2 separate regions of the Triticum aestivum genome follow, and region 1 is linked to region 2. A link is a contact called in public Hi-C data. All regions are on one chromosome and are shown on one strand. The core of a region is the stretch at or near the end of the contact, and the rest is flanking DNA. Distances in the headings are between cores, read along the strand shown. Region 1 holds the start of LOC123092755 (putative HVA22-like protein g). Region 2 holds the start of LOC123092753.

Region 1 (2,825 bases), core at 225-2,724, 190 kb before region 2:
CCATAACCGTCATAAGGGCAACTAAAATCCTAGACACAAGAAACATAACAAAATTTGCAAATTATTCCCCTAGGCTAATGCTGTGAACTTGTAATCATATAACTGAAGGAGCCACCTTACCAGTACTGACACCAGAATATGAGTTGCTCGATCTCAGGTTTGTTCAGTTCAACAGTCTTGTAGCACTCGTATGCAGGATACGCATAGCCAAAAACCAGCCTGCATGTAAATTGTGCGTCAAACACCAAAACTAAAATGCAAGTATTTATTGACTACCACACGCTATAAACATAATATCCATGATTTATTATCAAGTTCTTTTCCACGTGATTTGACTTAGAAGAAGAAATTGTTTTATTTTACACTTTGATCCGCTTTACAATAATCCACAAAGTGGATCAATTAGCCATTTTGAAGATGCACTGAATTTGAGCTTCTCAGCATCCTTCAACGGACTGATTTTTCGAGGCACTTGCCTGAAAGAACACGAACAAACATGGCCTAATATGGAGGCAGATCTCGATAAAAGATGTCGGTGGGGGCAATGTTGGTTTACATTTGTGAGCTTGTTTCAAAACAAGCCTGAAAAGTGAGTTTGACATGAACTGGCAGAAATCAAAATTAAATCAACGTGCCAAGACAAGAATATTCAAAAAGAATAAATCTGTATAAGAATGTAAGCAAAGAGAACATTTGACCGTTGTGCAATGCATTGAAAAATTAATCCCATGCTCCTCGACCTTGAGGCAATAAACATGTAGCATAATAAATATTATAAACTTGTGAATGCGTCCGGCCCGTATTTCACGCCGGGGAAGCGGGTTGACAAATCGACAGGAAGCAAGGCATCTCCCGATTTGTTTTTTAAAAAAAGAAGCAAAATAGTACTCCGAGCCCTCTGAACGGGCACCAACCAGCAACCAATGCATTATGATTTGAAGAAAATGAGAAGAAAAGTGCATGCCCATGCCGCCTCGGATCAGTTTCTTTTCAAGCCCAAAATGACAAATTTGGCAGGACCACGTTTTCAAATTTCAAGATTCAAACGGAGGGGGGAGGCGACTGCTTACAGGAGGATCCTGGAGACGAAGCCGCCCATCATCTTGTCCGACCGACCGTCTGCGCGCACCCAGATCCAGAGCACAAGTCAGAGGACACCACCGGCGCCGGAAAGGGGACGGCGAGGAAAACCTGGGCGAAGAGGGATCTGGACGGAAGGCGGCCGGAGAAGCGACGGTGGAGACGGCCGTCCGGGTGCTCGCGCGCCTCCCCGCTCCTGCCTCTAGGGAGGTTATCCCTCCTGTGCCGCGGCTAAATATACCCGGAATGCGGTGGGACGGAATGCGGAGAGGGGGAGAGAGAGCCGGAGGGGAGGCGAGGAGAGGAGAGGAGAGCACGTTCGCCGTCGGCTCTTGGACTCTAACCACCCCGACGGACCCCTTCCCTTGCTGGGTCTCTGTTTCCTTATTTTATCAGGTCTATTGAGTGGATGGACCTGGGGACGTTTCTTTAAGCGTCCCCTGTCTCGCTCCCTTGGGTAACCGGGATTTCTTTTCTTTTCTTTTTATTTGTTGCCACATAAGCAGGAATTTTCAACGCTGTGTACTTTTTTATACATATAAACTCGTATAGTATATGCCACCGTACTTCATTCCCCTTATCCGGCCGTTAGCAGTCGGCCTCTTCGCAACGCAGAAACTCTCCAGGAGGGATGGTTTAAACTCTGTCGAAATCAAGAACAGGTAAAAAAATTCTTTCAAAAGAAAATGTCGTTTTGGTTGTGCGTCAGGTGAGGTGATAATTGGGTCGTTTTACTTCGAGTGCAGCATAATAATGGATATCATGCCTTGATGATTCTCTCCGGTAATCATTCTCGCAATTATTCAGATGAGGTTCGGTTCTGTTCTTGAGACGACGGTACTACCGACATAAAGCAATTTTCATCGAGTGAGGCGTTGCATAGGATCCAAGCAACACAACACAGCACAGGCTCCGTCGACATGACATGCAGGTGAGCCCATGTAGGCGTAGGTGCATGTGCTTTGCCTTTAACCTGCACTGCAAAAAGGCTAAAAAGCGCCACTCACCGGAGTGGCAAAGTGGTTAAGCGAGCGGGGCGGAGCGGGTAGGGTGAAGAGAGCGCTTTGGGGGCACGGCGCAGATCCGTGCGGTGAGCTTCTTGTGCCTGCGTCGGTGGAATCTGGAATGACAGCCGCGCGCGTGGATCGGACAGGCAGCAGAGGGACACACCGGTGGTTGGCGGTCGATCTGGCTGCACACCGCGCACGTACGTGCCGGGAGGGAGGGACGTGACCACTGGTCCGGACGCGCGCCCGGGCCGCAACGTGGCCATGCATGCATGGTGGCCTGCCTAGGGCCTCTTTGATTCGTAGGATTTTGAAAACGTAGGAATAGGAAAAGTGTAGGGTTGGAGTGGCATGCCCATTTAAATCCTATAGAATTAGCAATGATTGTTTGATGCCACGGGAAAAACAAAAGAATTGTAAAAAAAGGTTGGAGTGGATGTTAAATTTCCTATGAAATGTAGTACAAAAGATTTCATAGGAAAAATTCCTATGGGATACAATCCTATGAATCAAATGACCAATATAGGAAAAAATCCTAAGGACTTCAATCCTTCAGAAATTTTATAAAATTCCTTTGAATCAAAGAAGCCCGAGTAGTAGCAGGAGGAGGAAGGAGTACGTGCTCCCTCCACTTTCTCACTGTGCGTGCACATGCGCGCTTCACATCGCCGGTCAGATCCCGGCGGCACCATCAATATGTTATATGTACCGTCTCTTCCGGGCGTTGCGTGCGCGCGC
Region 2 (2,879 bases), core at 328-2,827:
ATGTGCACTTCGGGGATCTTCAGTTAACGTAACCATGACTGGCGTCAGAAATATCTCAATGTTGATGCCGACGCCATGGGTAGTCTCATCAAATGGATCTTCTCAGGCTCTCACTGGTTCTCAGCCTGTGTTCGCAGCCAGGTCGTACATGTCTTTCCTCTGAATAATTGGAGAACTATCTCTGGTTTATTTAATAAAACGAGGCAGTTTCGCCGCTTCTTATTCCTGCCTCTGGGTTGGGGAAAAGAAGATCGGTCTTGTTAAATCTCAGTCCACATAGGCTTGATTTTTTTTTTTCGAAATGGGGGGTTCGCCCCGGCCTACATAGGCTTGATTATGCCTCAGTCGATGTTATATTCGTAAGATTTTGCATTGAGGCCCGTCCAATTTTTTTTTCTTTCTCACATGTTATTATGTCACTTGACTGGGATCTAGCCACACTGAATTCAGTTTTGGCAAATACGATTTGTTGGCAACAGTTGCCCTCTTACTTCACACGCGACTCGGGAAAAGATTAGGGTTTCCATCTTCCTCGCCAACGCCGCCTCCGGTGCCCCCCCCCCCGGTTTGGTAGGAGGGATCATGTCCTTGCATTAGGTAGTTTTAGTGTCTTGGTCAAGGGCAGTGGCGTCACTGCAGGGTTAGAATAATGTCCTCCCATCTGATTTCCGCTCGGACAATGCGCCTAGTGTCGACGGACGGCGTGTGGAGGTGTGTCTACGTCAAATCTTCTTTGATCTAGTCGGCGATGGATTTTGGTGAATCTGCTTTGGATTCAGCCAGCCCATGTTTTCGTTGATTTGTTTGCATGGATGGCCTTTTCGATCTACACTTCTCATCCTCGATGGTGGTTGTTGTTCTGGTGCGCTGCTCATTTGGAGACACGGTGATTTTTTGATTGTCTACTACAACAAGATTTCCCTGGCTTTGGTGAGGGAAAGAGATGGCGACGGTTTACCTTTGGCTTGAACCAGTGCTTGTATTTGTCTCTAGATGGTCCAATGATCTAGTTATAATTTTTGTTACTTTTGGGGATCTTTGTACTGCTATTGCAAATTATTAACAGACTGGAGGACTTTTCGAAAAAGAAGAGCTAGCGTGATGTCACGAGGAAAACTATTTCGATGAGAGAACCGAGAATCCAACGGCGAACTCTACTCTTCCATTTTGTATAATTTCTGATTTCTTATTTTGTCAGAAGGGGGGTATTTTCCTCCATAATTCTAGTTTTCTTTAGGGCATGTTTGCTTGCAGAACAGGGCGAATGTTGTGTGATGGTTCCATTCCCTTTGAATGAGATGATTTCAATTATATATCTAATTGTTAAATCTCATGTTTGCTTGGAGAGATGGAATTGATGAATTTATTTTTTCTCACCTCTTGTAAAGGAATGGTGAGATTATCTCTCACAAGCATGTGTAAAAGATGAATAATGGGGACGAGGCGATTTGGTGCTCGGGCTCAGATGACCCTGAAATCTGATCCTTTGGTTAGTGCGTTGGGATCGTAGATAGTGTGTCAGACGTGGCAGAGTTGAACCAGGAAAAAATAAGGATACGAGACCTATACGCCCCGCTGCAGTGCGCTCAGGTGGGCCCTTTTCGTAGCGCGCGGTGGTCATGGGCCGTGGTTCAGACGTTACAGGAAAGCTGAGCCGTCACACCTGGTCGTTGTGGAGGGTTCGTGGGGGTAGCTGACGAGTCGTGCGGCGGCTGCTGCTTCTTCCGGGGGCGCCGCGATGGAAGCTGACGGGCTGGAGTTCCTGCTGGATTCAGTAGACCGGTGAGTTCTCCTACACCAGCGCTCCTCCCCGGATCTGTGTGATTCATACAAATTTGTTTGCGTAATCCACGGAATTCCCCCATCCCCGGCCGCCGGTAACTCCGTTCTGGGTCGCAGATTTCCACTTAGGTAGGAGTTAGCCGATAGTTTGGAAGATGCAGACCCGATAGTCGCCGGCGAATCAAAACTGCGGGCCTGGGCCGCCTGGCAATTAGGCGACGGCAGCCCTAGGAGGTCCGAATGTGAGATCCGGCGAAGGAAGAATGATTCGCCGACATTTCTGCACAATCCTCGGGGAAGGTCAAACCGGATGCCCCTAGGTGCACGAGATAATGCAGAGTTTTTTTTCTCAGTTCAACGTGGCCATCATTTTGCTCGGCAACTAAGAATGTTCAGAAGGCAGGTGGCATGGTTGAATATTGCAGTATGTTCGCATCCTGTGATAAATGTCTAGTGCAATTCTAATATTACAGTATGTGATTTCTGTAAATTTGAATGTTCATTTACTGTTAAAATTAAAACGTGGGTTTGGTTAAATTCAGGTTGAGGCTAGACAGTGCCGCCCACCCACACACACAATAGAAGCCCATGTGCCTCACGGATGAGTGGCCTCAAGCAATCTATCCGCAAATTTACAGAAGAACCTACTAAGAGTGTGGTGAAACCAGAACTTGGTTTGAGTTTCGACTAGTTGGGTGAGGCGTATGACTTTGACAACTTTTGTTCAGCGGAGGTTGGCTTTGGGATATGGTATGGCAAGAGTAGACTGCATCCTGAGAGAACCAATTTAGTGCAAGAGATCGTGTATGGCTCTTTGGTGAGAGATATTTGTGTTCATCTGAATTTTGTTTTCGATGACAGTGCTTTCTGACAGGAGGGATTAACATGGATTATTTATTATGTGGACTTGATGTGCACGGACGAGCAAGTAGAAAGTTTTGAGTGGGTGTTTGCACAATTTCTTATTATGATGGGTGGACCTGCTCCAAAAACAATACTCATAGGTTTTGCACTGTACTAACTTGGGGCGGCAATATTCATTTCTGGTTTTCTTGCATTTGATATAGCTGACTAGTTGTTTTTGACAGTCTTTGCAG

Evidence for each region. Hi-C and Micro-C count contacts between places; a contact is called where the count stands out from the background.
Region 1: a Hi-C map of leaf shows a contact between it and region 2, with 5 times the contacts expected there. The contact joins the promoter of LOC123092755 here to the promoter of LOC123092753 in region 2. A contact is called at or near these places in 4 of 5 Hi-C or Micro-C datasets (leaf and root).

What each region holds. Positions count from the first base shown.
Region 1 is chr4B:467,167,878-467,170,702 of IWGSC CS RefSeq v2.1, reverse strand. It overlaps LOC123092755 (putative HVA22-like protein g), which reads right to left and starts at 1,474. Exons shown (of 7, transcript XM_044514577.1): 1 at 1,192-1,474; 2 at 1,071-1,119; 3 at 121-219; 4 at 1-29. The coding sequence starts at 1,102.
Region 2 is chr4B:466,980,456-466,983,334 of IWGSC CS RefSeq v2.1, reverse strand. LOC123092753 reads left to right here and starts at 1,577. Exons shown (of 6, transcript XR_006444839.1): 1 at 1,577-1,782; 2 at 2,325-2,786; 3 at 2,871-2,879.